Regions from separate parts of the Ovis aries genome. Here region 2 is linked to region 1. A link is a contact called in public Hi-C data. All regions are on one chromosome and are shown on one strand. Each heading gives the region's core, a stretch centred on a gene start, on an enhancer-like site or on the middle of the called end of the contact. The rest is flanking DNA. Distances are from core to core; before and after follow the strand shown. Region 1 holds the start of TSPAN5 (tetraspanin 5). Region 2 overlaps TSPAN5 (tetraspanin 5).

Region 1 (2,626 bases), core at 83-2,582:
GATCTCTTGGGAGCTTAGGAAGCATGCAGATTTCTGTGCCTGGTACCAGGTTTCACTGGTATGGTGCTGGAAAATTTCCCTGATCTCATCTCTTTGCAGCTTTTTCAAGCCTTTTTTTAAAGGCTTGAAACACCCACAGATGTTTACACACAGTTCTGGGCAGTTCTTCATTCTTTTTTCGTGAAATACTGATACCTGCTTGCCAGCACCTATGACAGTGCCCCAGGAGGAAGGCAGTTACATAACCAATGGGCACACATGCTCAGGTAGGGCTCCAAAATAATATCCAGCTTCATTCTCTCCTTCCTCAGAGGTCAAAAGCTTAGTCGTTCATGATCCATAAACCCAATTCAGATTCCCCAGAAGACCATCCTAGAACTCCAGGATTGCTCCTTAGAGTGAGGACCGGTCAGGGTCCTTCGGCACTATTCCGTCTTGTGGGGGCATCTGCAGTCCGGATTTCTGTCGCCGACAGGCCCTAGGGCAAGGATCCTGTCGTGAGTCGGATTCCTTTGGGCCATCTCTCCTACCTCGTCCCCGTCTCCAGGATAAGCCTCTCTCTCTCGCAGGTGGGGAGGCTGAGTTGGAGCCACATTCAGGGGAATTCAGGGGACTTTCCTATGCAATCCTCCGGGTTCGTTCCCATTTCCCGTCTCTTCCCCCACCCCTTCCCTGACATCTCATCCTTCCCCTTTGCTCCTTCCAAAGTCTGTGACCTCTTTCCTCTCCGCCTCGGTGGCCCCGTGTCTTTTCTTGCTACAAAACCAGGTGGTGGAGCAGGGGGTGTGAGTGAAGCTACACCCAGAAGGATGCGCGTCCTGCAGTGGAGCGCAGGGGGAAGGATTCGTCCTGAGGATCCCAACTCAACCAGCTCTCTCACCCCGAAGCGATCCTTTCCCCCAGGTCCCTCCAGAAGCTGCCTGCTGCCGCCGGTGGCAGACGGGGACCATCAACTCCAGTCACTCCTCCAAGGCTGCTCCCACTGGGCGCGCTCTCCGGGCATCCTTACACCTCCCTTCGGCCTGCCATCCTCCCTACCTACCCGCAGTGCTCGGGGGTCCGCGGCGCTCCCGGCTGGCCTGAGAAGGGGCGGGGATGAAGCGAGCGGGAGGAGCGGAGAGCTCGGGAAGGAGGGGGCGGCGCGGCTGCGTTGTGCCTCCCGCCGCCCGGGAGCGCCCGAGCCCGCGCGCGCGCGCACCTCACGGAGGCTCGGGCGGCGGGAGGCGGGCGGAGCTGAGGGCGGTGCGGGCGGAGGAGCAGCCGGTCGAGCGGGCGGAGCGATCGGCGGGCGGAGCGAGGGGTGGGAGGGAGCGCGCGAGCGGGCAGGCGGGCGAGTAGCGTCTCCACCAGCATCCGCGGCGGTCGCGTTTGCCCGAAACCCGGAGGCTGACCAACGTCCAGCGGACGGGCTTGGGAGCTCGCCTTGTGCTGGGGGCCAGCCTCAGCGAAGCTCGGGGCTTGCAGCGTGCTTCCCTGCCCGCCCGCGGCCACCCCGGCTCCGGCGGCCTCGGCGCGCGCCGAGGGCTGGAGGTGCGGGAGCCACTCTCCGCTGCTCGGTCCCTGCGCTGCTCAGCCCGGGTTGGCCGCCGCGCCGCGGCCCCGAGCGCCGTCCCGGATCCCCTGCTTCCCGCCGGCTGCTCCGAGCAACGGTGCTCCGGGGCTCCAAACTCGGGCTGCCGGGGCAAGTGTCTTCATGAACCCAGAGGATGTCCGGGAAGCATTACAAGGGCCCTGAAGTCAGTTGTTGCATCAAGTATTTCATATTTGGCTTCAATGTCATATTTTGGGTAAGTTGGAGCGCTTCTGGGATTTCAACTATTGTGGCTGATCGATTCGCGACGATTTCGCGCACGTTGCTCTCAGCCTTTACTTTTCGCAGCCCCTCGGGCGCTTGTCGGAGCTCGCAGAGGCGTTTGCCTTCCGCCCTTTCAGCCTGCGCGTTGGAGAAATAAACATTTAATCCTTTCTAGGAACGCGAAAAGGTAAAAAGAAAAACGGAGCCGGAAAGGGGGCACCCAGGCCTTGAGATTGCTTTTTAAGGGACGAATAACGTAGATGCAGATGAAAGAAAGGGTTTGGCAGTTGGAGAAATGAGCAACCACTCGAATGAGATTTGCTCCCGGTGGAGTATGGATGTTGGGCAGAGCGTGGTGTCATAATAGGGAAGGCTGATCGGACAGAGTCGACCCTGAGGTCCACCTCTAACGGGGATCTGATTGGACGAGGGCTTGGCTCCGTGTTGCCGCGGCCAGTCTGTGCCATGCTCAGCGTGTATCTTCTTGCACCATCTCGGGCTTTGTGTAGGATGCAGATGCGGCGGTATATGGTTCTGTAATGTGCACGTAAATAACGCTTCCTGCACGCTCTTCTCTTCGTCTTCTTCGGGAAAGCGCTCCTTTTGCATAATGGACTGACCAGTGGGTGTGCGGGGTGGAGGTGTTTATTGCTCTGTCTGTATTATTGTCAGGATAATAACAAGTCACCATCAACATATGTTTCAGTGTGTTCGCACCTCACGACCTGCTTTTCAGAGGAGTGACACATAGAGCGGGCCGTTTTGGGGGAAACCTTGGAGAAATGCAGAGAAGGCGTACGAGACATGTTTTGTGGGGGTACCGGCAGAGCA
Region 2 (2,626 bases), core at 57-2,556, 58 kb after region 1:
GGTCATGTATGGATGTGAGAGTTGGACTGTGAAGAAGGCTGAGCGCCGAAGAATTGATGCTTTTGAACTGTGGTGTTGGAGAAGACTCTTGAGAGTCCCTTGGACTGCAAGGAGATCCAACCAGTCCATTCTGAAGGAGATCAGCCCTGGGATTTCTTTGGAAGGAATGATGCTAAAGCTGAAACTCCAGTACTTTGGCCACCTCATGCGAAGAGTTGACTCATTGGAAAAGTCTCTGATGCTGGGAGGGATTGGGGGCAGCAGGAGAAGAGGATGACCGAGGATGAGATGGCTGGATGGCATCACTGACTCGATGGACGTGGGTCTGAGTGAACTCTGGGAGTTGGTGATGGACAGGGAGGCCTGGCGTGCTGCGATTCATGGGGTCGCAAAGAGTCGGACTCGACTGAGCGACTGAACTGACTGACTGATGATACCAGAACCACAAAAGGACAGTACCAGGAAAGAAAGCTACAGGCCAATATATTTTTAGGAATGTGTACAATGGAATGTAATTCAGCCATGAGAAATGAGGAAACCCTTCCATTTGCAACATGGGTGGACCTTGAAAGCATTATGCCAAGTGAAATAAATCATACAGAGAAACACAGATCCTGTATGGTCTCATTATATGTGGAATCTTAAAACCCAAATTTCGAGAAAAAGGGTCAGACTTTTGGGTACCAGAAGCAGAGGTGGGGGGAGGGGAGTTGGAGAAAGGTGATCAAAAGGCATAGATTTCCCATTATAAGACAAGTAGTAAGGGATGTAACATACAGCAGAATGACCAGAGCTGACACAGCTGAATCATATATAAGGAAGTTGTTGAGAGTGTAAATACTAGGAGTTATCATCACAAAGAGAAATTTTTTCCCTTTTTTTCTTCTCTTTTTATTGTATCTGTGTATGAGAGGTTGGATGTTAGTTGAACCTATTGTGGTAATCATTGACATCTATAGATCAAACCACCATAAAGTAGGTCTTACACAGTGATGTAGGTCCATTCTTTCTCAAAACTGGAAAATAAACTATTCAAATCAGGGAGAAATACTCAGGGGAGAGACTGAAGGCAGCACTGTGTGAATTTTTCAGTGGGTAAAAATAAGACACTGCATTTATACAATCTGTTTCCTCTGTAACAGCGGTGAAGTGTTAGAATGCTTCTCTTCAGGAAAAGAAAAATCTATGTCACTTAATATAGACAGTGAAAACCATTGGCGTTCTGGGTGGGGTCAGGAGACCCAAGCTTCATTCTGCCCCTGTCAGCCTCTAGTGTTGGGAGCTGTTCTCTCACAGATGGCTGGTCCTCCTGGTGATGCAGGGGGCAGGGACGGGGAGAGGGGGTGCCGGGGCCCTTTAGCTCTGTGTGGAGCTGCGCTGCTGGGCGTGTTAGTGCAGGAAGGACCCCATGTGGCTTGCTGCAGAAGAAACCAACCATCTTCCTTACCATTTCTCTAGCAAGAAGGGACCCAGATGGGGTGCAGGGTCGGTGAACACCTTAAATTACGTTAGATGGTGTATATTTGAGGGTGTGTATTTTTCTGGAGGAGAAGTCCCATGGCTTTTAAAAATCGGAATCCTGAAGGAGTTCAAGGACTATAAAAGGAAACGAAGGATTCCTGTCATAGGTACGTTTGTCTGCAATCGGGGAAGAGGATGTCTATGTAATGTAGTAGAGAATTCCATGAATTGAAACAGGTTTTTTCCCAGTCACAGTCTAGCAGCTTATGTCTAGCATATGACTCTATAATGCATATGGTTCCAAAGTTAAACTCTGACGGTTTCTCAAAAAATAAAATGCCATTTTATTAATAGTTACAGTGTATATAACTTTTACTGCAGGCATTACAAAAATTTATCAAGCTGTACTCTAATTGTAGGCAAAAATATATTTAAGGAAGATTGTAACGATGTAACTATAGGCAACAAGACTGATAAAATACAAATAAATGTACCAAATAATTTAGGCTGCTGCTGCTAAGTCGCTTCGGTTGTGTCCGACTCTGTGTGACCCCGTAGACGGCAGCCTACCAGGCTCCCCCGTCCTTGGGATTCTCTAGGCAAGAAGACTGGAGTGGGTTGCCATTTCCTTCTCCAATGATGGAAGTGAAAAGTGAAAGTGAAGTCGCTCAGTCGTGTTTGACTCTTAGTGACCCCATGGACTGCAGCCCACCAGGCTCCTCCATACATGGGATTTTCCAGGCAAGAGTACTGGAGTGGGGTGCCATTGCTTTAGGCTGATGAAGTTACTGCAAATGAGCGTTACATTTAAGTTGGAGCTTCCTGGAAACCAAGGTAAAAAGAGAAACATGCTGGGTATTATAATTCTTTCTTAAAGAAAGCAAATTATTATTATTATTATTTTTTAAAATTTTAATATCTTTAATTCTTACATGCGTTCCCAAACATGAACCCCCCCTCCCACCTCCCTCCCCGAAAGCAAATTATTTTGGTAGGTGAGATACTGTCTGTGGTTGATTTCTAAAATTTTATAGCATATCTCCGTGTATGTGTCATCGTCTATGCTTTTACCAAACATAGGGAAATGTCCCCCCACCCCCGCTCCCCACCACTTCTACAGTTGTTTTATAGGGAAAGTCTTTGTGTGGAATACTTAGCTATTGGG

The links. Hi-C and Micro-C count contacts between places; a contact is called where the count stands out from the background.
Region 2: a contact with region 1 is called in a Hi-C map of hypothalamus, with 1.8 times the contacts expected there. The contact joins the enhancer-like site here to the promoter of TSPAN5 in region 1. A contact is called at or near these places in 2 of 16 Hi-C or Micro-C datasets (hypothalamus and tail adipose tissue).

Annotation. Positions count from the first base shown.
Region 1 is chr6:26,502,138-26,504,763 of ARS-UI_Ramb_v3.0, forward strand. It overlaps TSPAN5 (tetraspanin 5), which reads left to right and starts at 1,333. Exons shown (of 8, transcript XM_004009684.5): 1 at 1,333-1,787. The coding sequence starts at 1,707.
Region 2 is chr6:26,560,530-26,563,155 of ARS-UI_Ramb_v3.0, forward strand. All of the region lies in intron 1 of TSPAN5 (tetraspanin 5), which reads left to right. Among named protein-coding and RNA genes, the nearest start is that of TSPAN5, 58 kb to the left of the region's middle. Within about 2 kb of position 1,307, at least 2 of the 54 cell types and tissues checked have an H3K27ac peak or open chromatin away from gene starts, as enhancers often do. A contact at or near this core is called in hypothalamus, where this site is marked.